Linked DNA regions of Mus musculus: region 2 is linked to region 1. A link is a contact called in public Hi-C data. All regions are on one chromosome and are shown on one strand. Each heading gives the region's core, a stretch centred on a gene start, on an enhancer-like site or on the middle of the called end of the contact. The rest is flanking DNA. Distances are from core to core; before and after follow the strand shown.

Region 1 (2,700 bases), core at 42-2,541:
ATACGGTGACGATTTAACCTGCCATATGGTAGTGTGGGAAACAACTAGAATTAGATGAGATGATGAGGGTGGGTAGAGATCTATAAAGAAAAGGCCAGGCAGCTTGATGTTGCCCCAAAAGCATTTAGAGGAGCAACCACATGAGTGCAAGGAGAAGGTAGCTATCTGTGAGCTGGGAGAGTCCTGAGAAGCCCGAAGGGCCAGCATCTTCACTGGACTTTCCAACCACCAGAATACGGAGAAAACAGCTGGCTGTTGTTTAAGCTGCTGATGTATGGAATACACTCATCATAGCAGCTGGAAAAAAGCAAGGCGCCCCATGGCCACCTTTAGTTCACACAGAGAAGCTCCACAAATTTTGAGATCCCAGAAACTGGCTCACACTAGCAGGTCTTATTCCCCATAGCTACTCCAATAGCTACAAGATGTGGGGCCACCTTTTGGATGACTGTTACTAATGTACCAGGAGCCAGGAAATTGCCTAGTTGTTGCTGGTGGTAGGGAGTAATTACATAGAAAGGAATAAGACAATATAGTCAGCTAAACACCTCTGATTTCCTGCCCATTTGAGGTTCCTGCTTTGGAAGAACCCAGACATTCTCAGACAGTGGCTAATGATGGGAAAGTGGACTGGCCCTGGGGGCTAAACAAATCAGCGCTCTGGGGCAGTTTTCCCTACTTGTTGCTATAGCAACAGACTCCAGCTGCAGGTGCCCACCTGTCACCAGTATCAAGGCCAGACTCTGATTGCATCTGAACAGGACTGTTAGTACGGGAACAGAGAAAACAAACACAGAAAGGTCTCATGTGGCTTGAGGAATCGTGGGTCACAGTAATTGAGTCCATGATGTGGGTCTGTTGAGATTCACGCTGATGCCTCTATCCCTGGGTATTATGCAAAGCCCCAAGGCTGCCCTCTTCCAACAGCAGAGCAGCCACAAATGCAAAAGGTACCAAAATACCACTGACTGTGCAGTGAAGCAATGGTGGGTACAAGACCAAGGAAGAACTTTCCTGTACCCTTATCCACCAACTTCCACAGCCTCCACTCCTGGGAGAAACAGGGGACTTTAGACAGCTCATCTCCACATCTGTGATTTACCTTATTGTTCACCACCAAGCTGAGGATGGGAGTGGGAGCTGTGTCCACCATCTGCTGAAACCATGTGACTCCCTGTCCTTCACCCATGACCTACCCTTTCCTAGCAGTGATGGTATGTCACTTACAGATAGCCAGGTCAGAGCTTCAGACTCTATGAATACAGTCACAATCATGGCCTTTGTAAACTTCCTCTTTGATCATTCCTCTCCCTGGGGAGAACTATCTAGCCATCCTTCACAACTGACTGTCACCATCTAGGGTCAGGCCACTTTCTCTTTCATGGTTGAGTTCTTACAGTAGTCTCCTTCATCCCCATTCTTGCCCACCCATCAGGCCCTGAGTCAACTTGCATCCTAGGACCTATCATAGTTTAGATCTAGAACCCCCCCCCCAAAGACTTGTATCTTGAAGGCTTGTCCTCATGCACAGTGTTCAGATGTGGGGCAATTGAGAAGTGATTGGGTCTTGAGGGTTCTGACTTCGCCAGAGGGCTAGTATACTCATCAATGGGCTTACCATCTGATGAACTACCTTGTAGCAGTGTAAACTGAAGCAGGTGAAACCTGGTTGAAATGAAGCCCTCGGAGGCATGCCTTAGTTAGGGTTTCAATTGCTGTGAGGAAACACCCTAACCAAAATGCAAGATGGGGAGAAAGGGTCTTCTTTGACTTTTTTCAATATTGCTATTTACTATTGAAGGAAATCAGAACAGGAACTCAAACAGGGCAGGAACCTGGAGGCAGGAGCTGATGTACAAGCCATGAAGAGGTGTTGCTTATTGGCTTGCTATCCTTGACTTGTTCTCCTTGTTTTCTTACAAAACCCAGGATGACCAGCCCAGAAATGGTACTACCTTCCATGGACTGGGCCCTCTCCCATTGATCACTAACAGAGAAAGTATCTTCAGCTATATCTCATGGAGTCTTTCCTCAGCTGAGGCTCCTTCCTCTTTGATGGCTCTAGCTCATGTTAAATTGGCACATAAAACCAGCCAATCCAGGAGCTGTATCTTGTCTGTGGCCACTTCCTCTTTGCTCTCTGCTTTCTGTTTGCCTTCAGGTGAACAACTTGATTCTACCACATGTTCTTTCCCATGAAGCTTTGTCTTCTCACAATCCCAGAAGCAATAGGACCATGAGCTCAAAGTTTTCTTCCATTAAGTTGATTTTCTTGAGTATTTTGGGCATAAGCAATAGAAAAGTAACATGGGGACACATCACATCTTCCATAATCTTGACTCCTCTGCCTCCTGGCCCTACTCAAAACATTCCCCTTCCAGAAAACGCACCTGGAGGTGATCAGAGAGAAGACAGTGTCTTTAACATCCCTCCATTCTCCTCATTTCACTATCTCTGCTAGATTCCCAAACCTTCCCTCCTCCTCTAGGCCAAGACAAGGAAACATATTAACCAAGCAAACATGCCCTGGGTAAACCAGATAGCTCCAATGATAGACATAGTCATATATCAGTTCCACCCCATGTGTTGTGTAGAAATTTCCTTCCAATTGAAACATTTCTCCACTGGAGGGAAGGCAGGAGACTCACGGGTGGCTACAAGTTCTACTAGCTCCTCCAGGGCTGATTAAAAAAAAAAAAG
Region 2 (2,700 bases), core at 54-2,553, 210 kb after region 1:
AAAAAAAAAAAAAAAAAAAACCTGTTCACCCTAGACAGAGAATCAGTGACAGGACAAAGTGAATACTACTAAAGTCCAACTTGATGAGCCAGGGAGTTGTACTGGGATGACTTCCTGGAGTGTGGGTAAGGAATTAGTTACAGGAACGGAAATAACAAAGCTGCATCAACACAAATCCTCCCGAGCAAGGCTCACAGCTCATGAAAGCTGGAAATCTTTCTCTTGACTGATCTCTGCTTTTCCAAGCACTTGCTACCAAACTTGGAGACCTGGGTTGGATCCTTACAATCCACTTGGTGAAAGGAAAGACCCAACTCTTAAAAGCTAGCTTCTGACACGTACACACATACACACACACACACACACACACACACACACACACACACACACACATACACACACATCAATCAATATAATTTCAAACTTTTACATATACCACTGATGGGGGTGTTCAGTGGGTAAAGTGCTTATGGCCCAAGTGTGAGGGCCTGAGTTCTGATCCCTAGCCCCACATAAAAAGTCAGATGTGGGGCACACACCTATAACCCCAGAGCTGAAGGGAAGAGACAGAAGGATCCCGGGGCTTTCTAGCCAGCCCGTATAGCCAAATAGCTGAGCTCCGGGTTCTTCCAGACACTCTGTCTCAAGAAATAAGGTAGAGAGAGAAAGAGGAAGGCATCTAGTCAGCTCTGGCCTTCACATGCGCACACAAGGTTACACACCTCCCCCACATACCACTTATAAACAGCAGTTTCTCAAAATCTCTTGTGGCAATAAAGCAGAAAGAGTCTGAGTTCCTTTTCGAACTCAAGCTTTAGATAACCCACCCCAACCTCCACTTTGCTATTTTTGCGAATGCAAATCAGCTAGGTGTGGTGGCACACACTTTTAATTCCTGCCCTCTGAGGCAAAGGCAGGCAGATCTCTATGAGTTTGAGGCCAGTCGAGACTACCGAGTGAGACTCTGTCTCACAATAATAATAATAGTAGTAATAATGATAAATTAATAAAATGCAAATTAGCTCTCCAGTGCCCTACTAGGCTGTAGCCTCAACAAGATCACGAGGCATGTGCAAACATAACTTTTTCTTTTTTTTTCTTTACAGAAAAGTTTCACTTTAAGTCATGGATGAAACAGGTCAGTGACCAACTTCTTCTTTTGAAGTTTCTCTTGTCACAAAGCTTCCAGTTAGCAAACTGAACTGAATCAGATTTGAGACAAAAGAGCACTTGTCCAACCTTGCTCTGTCTATCCCGGGTCTTTCCATGATTCATACTGGCCAAACTCCAGGAAGGAGACAGTGAAGTGACCTTCCAAATAGTGCTGCCCAGTAATGAGCCTGGCAGAAGCCTTCCATGCCTTCTCTTCATTACTGTGGCTTGTCTTCAGAGCACTTTGCACAGTGGCTGGAGAATCTATTGGGAAAATCAGTAGGTACAGCTTTGAAAATGGTGGGTCAGCCATACACTTGGCTCAGCAATGTGTCATGGTGTCTGCGGGCTACCTACTCTTGGCAGGTCTCCTCACTGGGATCTCCTGAACTTTTTTTTTTTTTTTTCCTGAGACAGGGTTTCTCTGTGTAGCCCTGACAGTCCTGGAACTCACTCTGTAGACCAGGCTGGCCTCAAACTCAGAAATCCGCCTGCCTCGGCCTCCCAAGTGCTGGGATTAAAGGCATGAGCCACCACTTCCTGGCTCTCCTGAACTCTTAACTGATGTCCTGACAGTTGTGTGGGCTTCATTCTAGCCACAGGTCCTTTATAACTTCCTGATATTGGCAGTAGAGAACAAGAACAGAGACTCATCTAACTGTAGATCTGTCCTGAGATAGTGGCAGAATGAAAATCCCCATGGACTGGTGATTCAGCTTAGTAGGTAGTGTGCTTGCCTAGCTTGCGCAGAACTCCACTTTGATCTCCAGCGCCATGTAATCCAGGCATGGTGACACACGCCTGTAATCCCAGAACTTGGGAGGTAGAGGTAGGATAGGAATCTTAGATGTTCGTGATCATTTTGTCTAGGGACATTTGACATCAGTCTACATCCATGACACCCTGGAGGAGTGCTGGGGGGATGGGGAAGTCTCTAAAAAGACCCCCTCTGGTAAGTTTCACTCACCTATTCTCAGGACCTGTTTTGTTTTAGCATCAAAAGACGTACAGCTCGGTGGAGTACAACCACAGACTGCAGATGTTTGCCAACAACTGGAGGAAGATTCAAGCCCACAACCAGAGGAACCACACATTTAAAAGTACTGGGAAGCCCTGATTCCTCCAGGCCTCTGGGAGAAGATGGGGTGGGAACACCTCAGATCTGGAAAGAAAATGAGTAGTGGCATAGGCTGGTAAAAAGGACCTGCTCAGGGCTAACAGGCATAGAGAGCAGAGACTCAGAATCAGGGATGTCTTTGGGGAATCCGGGTTCTGTACAGGATATAAATGTAGATGGTACTGGTAATCTTCTGCGGGAGTAGAGAAGTTTACAAAAGACTCTAGAGAAGTCCTGCCCTACCCCTCTCATCTGAGGGTACAGCACACACAACCAAGATCTGTCTGGGTTGATGTGAGGCCTTGCCGCAACCTCAGACTGCTCTGAGCCCATGAGCAGTCTCTGCCGTCATCCAGCTTCACTCCTGGTGAGGGTCACTAGAAACACGTCTAGCCTGATCACTGCAGTTGCTGAGGAATGATGGCAGCCCA

Evidence for each region. A called contact is a pair of places that touch in the nucleus more often than the background predicts.
Region 2: a contact with region 1 is called in a Hi-C map of centroblasts, with 2.1 times the contacts expected there. The contact joins two enhancer-like sites. A contact is called at or near these places in 4 of 39 promoter capture datasets (the HPC-7 cell line, cranial neural crest, frontonasal cranial neural crest and 1 more), 30 of 484 Hi-C or Micro-C datasets (B cells, the C10 cell line, CD4 T cells and 20 more), 6 of 115 datasets of contacts at active chromatin or transcription factors (bone marrow-derived macrophages, embryonic stem cells, extraembryonic endoderm stem cells and 2 more) and 3 of 9 other capture datasets (adipose tissue, embryonic stem cells and liver).

The regions. Positions count from the first base shown.
Region 1 is chr9:89,845,085-89,847,784 of GRCm38.p6, forward strand. All of the region lies in intron 3 of 4930524O08Rik (RIKEN cDNA 4930524O08 gene), which reads left to right. Among named protein-coding and RNA genes, the nearest start is that of 4930524O08Rik, 20 kb to the left of the region's middle. Within about 2 kb of position 1,292, at least 4 of the 459 cell types and tissues checked have an H3K27ac peak or open chromatin away from gene starts, as enhancers often do. A contact at or near this core is called in B cells and centroblasts, where this site is marked.
Region 2 is chr9:90,059,373-90,062,072 of GRCm38.p6, forward strand. Ctsh (cathepsin H) reads left to right here. Exons shown (of 12, transcript NM_007801.3): 2 at 1,107-1,138; 3 at 2,147-2,252. Among named protein-coding and RNA genes, the nearest start is that of Ctsh, 6.5 kb to the left of the region's middle. Within about 2 kb of position 1,304, at least 95 of the 459 cell types and tissues checked have an H3K27ac peak or open chromatin away from gene starts, as enhancers often do. A contact at or near this core is called in B cells and centroblasts, where this site is marked.